Regions from separate parts of the Oryctolagus cuniculus genome. Here region 1 is linked to region 2. Evidence: chromatin contacts called from public Micro-C data. All regions are on one chromosome and are shown on one strand. Each heading gives the region's core, a stretch centred on a gene start, on an enhancer-like site or on the middle of the called end of the contact. The rest is flanking DNA. Distances are from core to core; before and after follow the strand shown.

Evidence for each region. Hi-C and Micro-C count contacts between places; a contact is called where the count stands out from the background.
Region 1: a contact with region 2 is called in a Micro-C map of ear pinna, with 5 times the contacts expected there. The contact joins the promoter of CCDC42 here to the enhancer-like site in region 2. A contact is called at or near these places in 3 of 6 Hi-C or Micro-C datasets (ear pinna, psoas muscle and an unstated tissue).

The regions. Positions count from the first base shown.
Region 1 is chr17:53,167,735-53,172,547 of mOryCun1.1, reverse strand. It overlaps CCDC42 (coiled-coil domain containing 42), which reads left to right and starts at 3,454. Exons shown (of 7, transcript XM_002718980.5): 1 at 3,454-3,675; 2 at 3,902-4,007; 3 at 4,256-4,360. The coding sequence starts at 3,593.
Region 2 is chr17:52,922,416-52,927,474 of mOryCun1.1, reverse strand. MYH10 (myosin heavy chain 10) reads left to right here. Exons shown (of 42, transcript XM_070061373.1): 41 at 773-945; 42 at 2,272-3,862. The coding sequence ends at 2,416. Among named protein-coding and RNA genes, the nearest start is that of NDEL1, 42 kb to the right of the region's middle. Within about 2 kb of position 3,119, at least 1 of the 8 cell types and tissues checked has an H3K27ac peak or open chromatin away from gene starts, as enhancers often do. A contact at or near this core is called in ear pinna, where this site is marked.

The DNA of each region.
Region 1 (4,813 bases), core at 2,205-4,704, 240 kb before region 2:
GAAGTAGTCATAGAGATAGGGGTCAGGACTGTGGTGCAGTGGGTTAAGTTCATCCCATAGGAGCACTGATTCAAGTCCTGGCTGCTCCACTTCCCATCCAGCTCTCTACTAATGTGCCAGGGAAAGCAGCAGAGGATGACCCAAGTGCTTGGGCCCCTGCCATCCACTTGGGAGACCCAGATGGAATTCCAGACTCCCGGCTGTAGCCTGGCTCAGTCCCAGCTGTTGTGGCTATTTGGAGAGTGAACCAATGGATGGAAGATCTCCTCTTTCTCTCTCTCTCTCTCTCTCTCTCTCTCTCTCTCTCTCTCTCCTCTGCTTTTCAAATAAGTAAGTAAATAAATAAATAAATATTTTTTTAAAAAAGATTATGGAGCCAAAAAGTAGAACAGAGTTTGCCGAGAGGAAGTTGTTGGCTAATGCACTGAGAACTTCCGTGTTGCAAGTTGAAAATGTCCTTGATATTGACTGCACAATATTATGAGAATACTTAACGGTACAATTAACATGGTGAAGGTGATAACTGTTATGTCATGTGTGATTTACTATAATTGCATAAAAAATTTAAAAACCACAAAGCTAAAAATAAATGGACTGGAATATATTTCTAATTTTGAGCATGGAAGACTTTTCTTTTTTTGTTTTTGCTTTTAAAAGATTTTATTTTTTATTTATTTGAGAGGTAGAGTTACAGACAGAGAGAGGGAGAGAGAGAGAGAAAGGTCTTCCACCTGCTGGTTCACTCCCCAGATGGCCGCAACGTCCAGAGCTGAGCAGATCCAAAGCCAGGAGCCAGGAGCTTTTTCTGGGTCTCCCATGTGGGTGCAGGGGCCCAAGCACGTGGGCCATCTTCTACTGCTTTCTCAGGCCATAGCAGAGAGCTGGATAGGAAGTAGAGCAGCTGGGACTCAAACTGGCACCCATATGGAATGCCAGAACTGCAGGTGGTGGCTTTACCCACTACACCACAGTGCTGCCCTCAAATCTATATATTTTTTTCAAAATTACAAAACCAATACGAGTATATGGTCATTGTAGAAAACAAATCTACAAATTTACTTTTTACAGGGTAAAAAGTGAGTGAAACATCCAAAGCACCTAGTGCCACAGTTTACACACACTCACATTCACACACACTCACACACAATCACATGCTCATATACACACTCACACATGCACACACTCACACACACACACACATACTGGATCACCCTATCCTTGTGCTCTGCGTCTCAGTTTTGTCACTTAATTTGTCACGGAGATCTCTCCATGCCCATGCATATAAATCATCTTCATTCTTCTTACAAATTGCACAGTATCACATTCAAGTCATTTTTCATTAATTAATCATTCCCTTAGATTTTCACAGTACACTATCACAGCATCTGCCACTGTGTAATAAAGAGGCAATATTAATTTTCTTGTCCTTTTGCAACTGTTTGAGCTACCAAAATAATACCGAGTGAGTGTAGGGACAGCCTGCAGTTCCCCTAACTTCAACAAGAATGCATTTAATGTAAACATTAATGATATCTGTCAGTTTCAGATATTTTCTGCCATGGTAATAAATTGCCTTTGTGTTCTTAGGGTTGAGGCTTTTTTTAAATTGGGATGGATGCCACATCAGCATCTGTCACAGAGATCTCGTCTTTTGAGACACATTGATATAATGAAATCATATTAATAGATTTCCTAATAGTAAACCTTTGTTTTTTTCTATGCATGGTCCTGGTGAGCAGTTCTTTTTAAATTCTTTTAACTTAGAGGCTGTGGATGAGCACGGCAGAGCAGCAAAACGGAAGCGATATAGACTCCTGATCATTGTTTGAGACTCCCAAGAGAGAGGGAGGTTGTGTGCATGAAATTAAATTGGATAATGTTTCCATTAAGATCGTCATAAACGAGATGATTGGCCTGCTTGCTTTTTTTCTCTCTTTGCCTAGTTGGGTTCTTTATGAAGCTCTGCTTTCCACTCACTTGGAAAGATCCTTTTAATTCTCAACAGGAGCACAGCACAAACTGGCTCCAATTGCATCAGCATAGCTCCGTCTGGCTGGGAACATAGCTGATGCCATGTCCAGCCCCCGGAGCTCCATTGATGCATGGGGTGCTGGTGACCTTGTTAGGAAGGGGTGGGGTGTTTTCCGTGTTCGCTCTCCCTTATTTTCTGCTTCCTGTTCCACAGTGACCTTGAAATTCAAAGAGCTGTCTCAGTGGGAGGATGGAACAGGGCAGAAGACAAAACACCGATTGGTTTCCAAGACAAATCCCTCAGAAGACCCATCACCTCTGAGACGGATAAGGCAGCCGGTGAGTGGACAGGTGAGAGGCCAAGGTTCGCAAAGTGAACAGGGCTCCCCCGGGGCGGGAAGGGGTTGGGGTTGGGGTAGGGGGTGCAGCCTTGCACCGCCTGGCTCCACAGTCCCCACCCTGCCCCGGAAGGCAATGAGACCCCAGGCACGGATGACGGTGGGTGAGACCATGAAGCCTCTCTGGCCGGAAATGCAAGGCACCAAATGAAGCAGCAGCAGGAGTTGCCCAAACAGCCCTGCCAGGCGCCGGGCTGGAGAGCACCTTGGCTAAGGGCGTAGGACAGGCAGTGCCTGGGGAGCTGTGGGCGTGTCCCGGCGGGCTGGGCGTGTCCAGCAGGAGGAGAGCGTTTTCTGTGTGAAGGGGGCGTGCCCTGGGCCAGTGGGCGTGTCTTCCTGCCCCCGCCGCGTGTCTTCCCCACCCTTCCCCACTGCTGCAGAGCGGGCGGCCAGCAGGGGGCGCCAGACGACCGGCAACGCGGTTAGGGTGGCTTGCAGGACTTGGGACACCGTCTGGGCAGGAGACGATCCGCGCCTCGACCCACCACGCCCCGGCTCCCGCCCCCAGACAGAAGCGGGCAGGCCTCAGACTCCGCGGCTGGAGCGCAGGGCCCGGGAGGGCGGCCCGCTCAGCGGCTTACACGCAGGACGCTCCATGACTGTTCTTCCTAGTTTACTTTTCCCCCAACCTCGGACACTGGCGCTGGCCCGCAGGCTGCTCCCCGGCCCCCGGGAAGCCCGGCCCCCAGCTCCTCGTGCCTTAGGCCTCCCTGGCCTAGCACTCAGGCCTCTCCCCGCCTGCCCCAGCCTGCCTCAGGTCCACCCCCAGCTTCACCCCCGCACACCTCTGCACCAGGAGGTGCAGGTGGGGGTGGGGGGCTGTCCCAGGATCCCCGCGCCTCTCCCAAAGCCCCCTTCTTGGGGTCCAGCTTCTTCCCAGAGTTCCCGAGGATTCGGGCTGGCAGCAGAGCGCAAGAGCGTTGCAAGCGTGGGGTCAACGGGGCAGGGGTCAGAGGGCAAAGCCTGCGTTCCAGGTGTGGCCCGCTGGCTGCTAGGTAACCAGATCACCCGCGGCTGCCCCAGCGCATGAACCCCAGAGCCTCTACCCTCTGCTTCCAGCCCCTCGGGCTTTGTCTCACAGACACCTGCCCTTCCCCGGGACTCTGAAGGCAGGAGAAGAGTAGAAGCCAGAGCCCAGCTACCACCCCCGAGCCCCTGTGGTTCTGCTGCCCAGAGTTTCACTGTGAAGTGTCAGCGGCCAAGGCCCCGAGGTCACTGCCACCATGAGTCTGGGCATCATGGAAGAGGAAGACCTGGCCGAGTACTTCCGGCTGCAGTATGGGGAGCGGCTGCTGCAGCTGCTGCAGTGAGTGCCCCCCCCAGCCCCCTACCCCAGGCCCCGCTTCCCAGCCTGTCCCCTCTCCCTCAACCCAGTGTTCCCCCAAATGCCAGCACTGCCTCTCCTCAACACCCTTCCTTGTACTTGCTGGTGGGGTAGGGGAGGGGTGGTGGCCCCTTGTCCCTGCCCCAGCCCGCCCCCCTCCCCGGGGGTCTCAGAACCCACAGGTCTGTCTTGCCCGTGTCTTGGGCAGGAAGTTCCCCAACATCGAGGAGCAGTCGGATTCCCCGTCCATCCGGCTGCTGGAGAAGAAAAAAGAGGCCAAGATTGTCCATCAGGCTATGGAGCAGAAGAAGGAGGCAGGGCCTGGGGGAGGGCGGGCGGGGGTGCAGGCAGGGCGGGGAGACCAGAGGGACAGCCCTGCCTGGGGTGGGGGCTCTGGGCTCTCTTCTGGGGGTGGGGTGGGCAGAAAGGGGTCCCAGCGTCCTGGGATCCTGTGCTCTGAGGCCGGTGTGGGGCGGGCAGGGAGAGGTTTCTCTGCAGAGCCCCTCCTAGGGCCTTGGGTGTTGGGGGCCCCCTCACCTCTCTCTGCTCTGCCACCCTGAAGACATTTCAGCGCAGGATGGAGACCCTAAACATGCGCTGGGAAGAGCTGGGCATCAAGGAGGCGCAGCTGAAGGCCTACATCCAGAAGTTTGAGCAGTTCATCCAGGTGCGGAGGGGGCTTGCCCCCCCCCCCCGGCCCCTGCCTCCGCCTCCACCCAGCTGCCGGCTCCTCGCCCTGGGCAAAAATTGTCCTCTGTGCCCAGTATGCTTAGTGCTGTCCCCAGGATCCTTAACATCCCCCACCTAGCTCTCCATCCTTAGTGTCCTACTTAGCTGTCCAGGTCAGGCTCCAGCCCTCTAGATGGCAGCCTCCCATCTCCCTGCCAATGCCCGGGGCATCCAGTTTATCCAGGGAAGGAATGCATGCATGAATGAATGAATGAGCCATGGACAGGGCTAAGCTGTTGGAACTACAAGGATGAACGAGGTAGGGTTCTAGCCCTGTCGCTCACCCCACCCTATGTCTTTGTCCTTGCACTGAATGAAGAACAGGCCGGGGCCAGCGGAAGGACCAGGCAGCAGAGTGCATTCCCAGGGGACCCCTTTCAGTCAGGCATGA
Region 2 (5,059 bases), core at 1,870-4,369:
CTCACCCTGGTGCCCTGCCGGGGATGCACAGGTGTTAAAGCAAGGCACAGAGCAGGGGAGGCGGCTTTACTGTGAGGCCTCAAACCACAGGTGGAAGTCATCATCCATCTCCTCCACCAGCAGGCAGGCTCCATGCACGCCAAGACGCCTGCCTGCTTGTCCACTGTCATCTTCCCAGGGCTTGGCTGGCAGTCGGGAAATAGTGGTAGGATGGAGCGGTGGCTGCAGGCAGGCACCCTCATGCAAGCGCCAAGGCCTGACACACAGGGCGTGGAGCTCCGTGCTGGTCTGCACTGCTCTGCGTGGGCCGCGGTGCCTTCCCCTCTGCCACGGACGCGGGACGGTGATAGGGCTCAGGCTTTTGCTGCCTTTGACCCCTCCCCCTTTACCCCCTCTGCTGTAGTCGGGCACCTTGGGCCCTTCCTGCTGAGCCTGTGGGCACCAGGGCAGGCATGGGCTGGCCCCATGTCTCTGACTTCCGTGCTGCTCAGGAATGAAGCTCTAAGCGCGTACGACAGGACAGGTCCTCCCAGGGTAGCTTTGTACGTGAACCCAAGCGTGACGTCTGCAACGCCCCTCCTCGGGCGCTAGGGGGCGTCCGTGTGGTTGCATTTTCCCTCTCACGATCCCGTGGGGCACTCGTGTGAAGGAAGCTCTGGGTCGTTTTCTACAGAAAACTCTCTACTAGTAACAACATGTTTCAGAGTTTTAATGATTTGAGCAGTGTTTGCAGATCTTGCTCTGCTCACCAGTTTGCCTGGTCCCCCCTAAGATGGAGAAGGCCAATGCCAGGATGAAGCAGCTGAAGCGGCAGCTGGAGGAGGCAGAGGAAGAAGCTACACGTGCCAACGCCTCTCGGCGCAAACTCCAGCGGGAACTGGACGACGCCACCGAGGCCAATGAGGGCCTGAGCCGCGAGGTCAGCACCCTGAAGAACCGGCTGAGGTGAGCACCAGGGTCACTCCCAGGCCCCTGCAGTCCCCCACAGATAATCCCACAGGAGGAAACCCACTCGTGTTCTTTCACTAACAGACCACGCTCATGACTGTCAGGGCTGCAGGGCTAAGGGCCACCAGACTACTTTTTTTTTAAGACTGACCGATTTAAAAGGCAGGGAGGTTAATCGATCTTGCATCTGTTGGTTTACGACCCAAAAGGATGCAATGGCCAGGGTTAGGCCAGGCTGAAGCCAAGAGCCTAGAACTCCATCTGGGTCTCAGACCATGTGGGTGCAGGATCCCAAGCACTTGGGCCACCTTCCACTGCCCTCCTAGAAGCATTAGCAGGGGCCAGCACTGTGATGCAGTGGTTAAGCCTCTGCCTGCAGTACCAGTATCCAACAAGGGTGCTGGTTCCAGTCCTGGCTGCTCCACTTCCGACCCCGCTCCATGCTAATGTACCTAGAGAACCAGAGGAAGCTCCTAGCTCCTGACTTTGGCCTAGCCCAACCCTGGCTGTTGTGGCCATTTGGGGAGTGAACCAGTGGATGGAAGATCTCTGTCTCTCTCTCTGTAACTGTGCCTTTCAAATAAATCTAAAAAAAGAGCAGCTGGGACTCAAACTTGAGCTCATGGGTGCCAGCTGCATCTCAACCCACCGTGCGCCAACGCAGACCCAGACCCCCACCACCACCACCACAGGTAACCTGAGCAGGACCCAGGGAGAGCGTGCACCCCACACCAGAGTACCAGGGTCTCTTCCCTGCGCCAGATCCTGGGAGGCAGCACTGATGGCCCAGGTAGTTACGATCCAGCTGTTAGAGACATGTGGGGAACAAGCCAGATAGATGGGAACTCTCGAAATAAGGTAAAAAATAAACGGGCCGAGGCTGCTGGCAACGCACCATCAGCTCCACGCTGGGTCTGCGCCGTGGCCCATGCCTGCTTCTGTACAGCCAGCAAGCCCGCGACGGTTTGTACATTGGAAGGGATTGTAAAAACCCCAAGAACACGGGAGCCAGCCTCCATGGCTTGCAAAGGTAAACTCACAGATCCGCTGTGTGGCCCTGGGAGAAGGGGGCGTCCGCTGTGGCTCATGCTCCTCACCCTTCCCGTCACCAGCAGTCGATCAAGCCAGTCCCACCGAGAGCCCTGGTCTGTGTACGCAGCGTGTTGCCTGGGTGGGGGCAGTTCCTTCCCCAGATGTACCCTCCCACCACAAGTGCAAGGAAGGGGTGGAACAGAAGGCCCAGCGTCACTAGGGGCCGGACACGCTGACAGCCGCACGCTCTTGTGCATTTACCCACACGTGTCTGCTCTCTGTTCTCTCCAGGCGTGGGGGCCCAATTAGCTTCTCTTCCAGCCGATCTGGCCGGCGCCAGCTGCACATCGAGGGGGCTTCCCTGGAGCTGTCAGATGACGACACAGAAAGTAAGACCAGTGATGTCAACGAGACGCAGCCACCCCAGTCCGAGTGAAGTCGCGGGAAGCCGGAGGGGGCAATGCGGTGGGACGCAGAGGAACTCGCCCCGGCGCCAGCCTGCCCGGGGCCTCCTACGCGTTTAGGAAATTGGCAAGCTACGGGACTCCTTACGAAAGATCAACCGTGTCTTAAGACTCTGCAGCCTACGCGTCCTGTATCCTGCTTCAAATTAGGCACAGCCGCTCCCCTTTTTATATATACAGACACCAGACACGCGCGTATTCCAGATTCTCCTCATCCCATCTATTTTCCATATAGTCATCGAGAGACATTTTATAACACATGTTAAGAAGAGATCCCTTTTTAAAACGAACTCCGGACCCCTGGAGGCCAGTCGCTGGGTTGGGGGCAGCCCGTGGCCGCCGCCGTCGCTCTGCATGCTCTGTCGCAGACAGATCACTTAGTTCTGTGTCCGTGTGGCCCGACTCCTCAGCCACATCAGTCGCTTAGAACATTGTGGAACCCAAACTGCACTTGTGTCTCTCATTTCCTTCGAAAAATGATACGCTGTTTCCGTGAGCAAACTGTGAAGGGGGCTTGGGAACCATCAGAGGGGTGGCTGCACTGGGGCTGCCGCGCCCTCCAGTTGACAGTGTCCCTGAGTCCACCCACGTGAACTGTCCAGCCAGGGCTGGTGTGGGCATTGAGGGTGGAGGCCCCAGGTGGCAGCCAGAGCCTGGTGGCGCTCAGTCTTCCCAAGGCTCCCCCCTCGCCAGCCAGGCCCCCATGCCGACCTTGCAAATTCAGCCGCTGCTTTGAGCCCAAGATGGGAACATAGGTTTTGTGTCCGAGGCTTGTTCCAAGCTTGTCAGTGAGGTTAAGAGGACCTCAGGGACAGAGGCCACTGCCTGAATGTTGACATGCCAGTGGGGTGAATCCCTTCTCACTTTTCCTTTTCCCTCCCCTCGGGACAGTGTTACAGTGAACACTTAGCATTCTGTTTTTGGTTGATAGCTGAGCAAACTGACATTACAGAAAGTGCCTTAGACACTACAGTACTAAGACAATGTTAAAATATATTATTTGCCTCTCAATAATTTAATGTATTAAGTTTTAACTGTGCTTCATATCATGTACCTCTAGTCAAAGTGGTATTACAAACATTCAGTGACAATGAATCAGTGTTAATTACAAATCCTTGATCCTCTGCAATGTGCTTGAAAACACAAGCCTTTTGGGTGAAAAGCTTTAACATCTGTTAGGCAGAACTCGTCGTGTGGGTTTGGAATCTTTGAGTTTCCCCTTTATGAACTGTCCTGGCTGTTGACCACCAGACACCTGACTGCAAATATCTTTTCTTGTATTCCCATATTTCTAGACAATGATTTTTGTAAGACAATAAATTTATTCATTATAGATATTTACGCCTGCTCTGTTTACTTGGAGAGAAAAGCACCCATTAAGAATGAACAGACCTCAATAAACGAGAATAATCACGTGACCATGGAATCTTGTTTTCACCTTCTGTTCTCAGCTTTCCGTCTCTGATCGGATTGGAGGGTGGCTAGCTATGCAGACTTAAATTGACACCACTGGCCCCCTTTCCTCCAGGGGCACTGTCTCCCAAAAACTGCCGAATGGCAGACCCATTCCCTGGGCAATCCTGACTCCAGGCGGCCTCCAGGGGAGATGCACCCAGGAGGAAGAGAGGGCCTGAGGGCAGGGGCTGGAACCCAGCTGTCAGGGGAGCAATCTGGGAGTGACACTCACTACCGAATCTGCGCAATCTAAAGGGTCCCGAGCGGGCAGAATGCACACTGAAAACAAAGCTTGGGGCTAGTGTTGTGGTGCAGGGGCTTCTAACAGCCACCTCTTAGAAAACCAGCACCGGTTCAAAGCCAGCTGCTCCACTTCCAGTCCAGCTCCCTGCTAATACACCTGGGAAGGCAAACTGGACCCCACGTGGGAGACCACAATGGAGTTCCTGGCTGAGCTTCAGTCTGGCCCAGGCCTAGTTGTTGCAGGCATCTGAAGAGTGAACCAGGGGTGGACGATCTTGGTCTCTTTCTGTCCCTCTGCTTTTCAAATAAATCATACAAAAAAAAGATAAGCTTATTTTGGAACAAAAGTTGAAATCCATATACACATAATACACATTTTCCATGAATGTTTTTCCAAATTTCTTGGGTAGATTTCAAAATATTTTTTCTCCCAGGGATGGGTAAAGTTGGTGACAGAAAGTACGCCCTGAAGCCAGTGGACACGCGATCCCCACCAAGGCAGTTTAGTGTCAAACAGTGCACTGAGATGTATGGGCAGAGCACTGGGGTTCTGCACGCCGGCCCGGAGTGAAAACTGCCCTCATCTGAACCTCTCAGTGAAGGGGGAGGCTGGCCCCAGGCCTTCCCGCGCTCCTCACTGCCACACTCCGGCGGGGAGCTAGCCGGCTGCTCAGGCTGTGACACACACAGTGCAGCGGCCATAAACTGTCGGCCTTGTGTTCTGAATGCCCGGCAAAGGTTTCTAGGTGACTCATTAGACTACACAGTGGTGGGTTTTTTCAGTGAAGATTCCTTCTAGTTGGCCACTGTGGAACCAGGAACTACAGTCAGTCTGCCAAGAAGTAACCAACACCGAGGAGGACACCGAGAGAGCCAGCTAGTAGGGGAGAATTCTGAATTTTTGAGACAAATAAGCC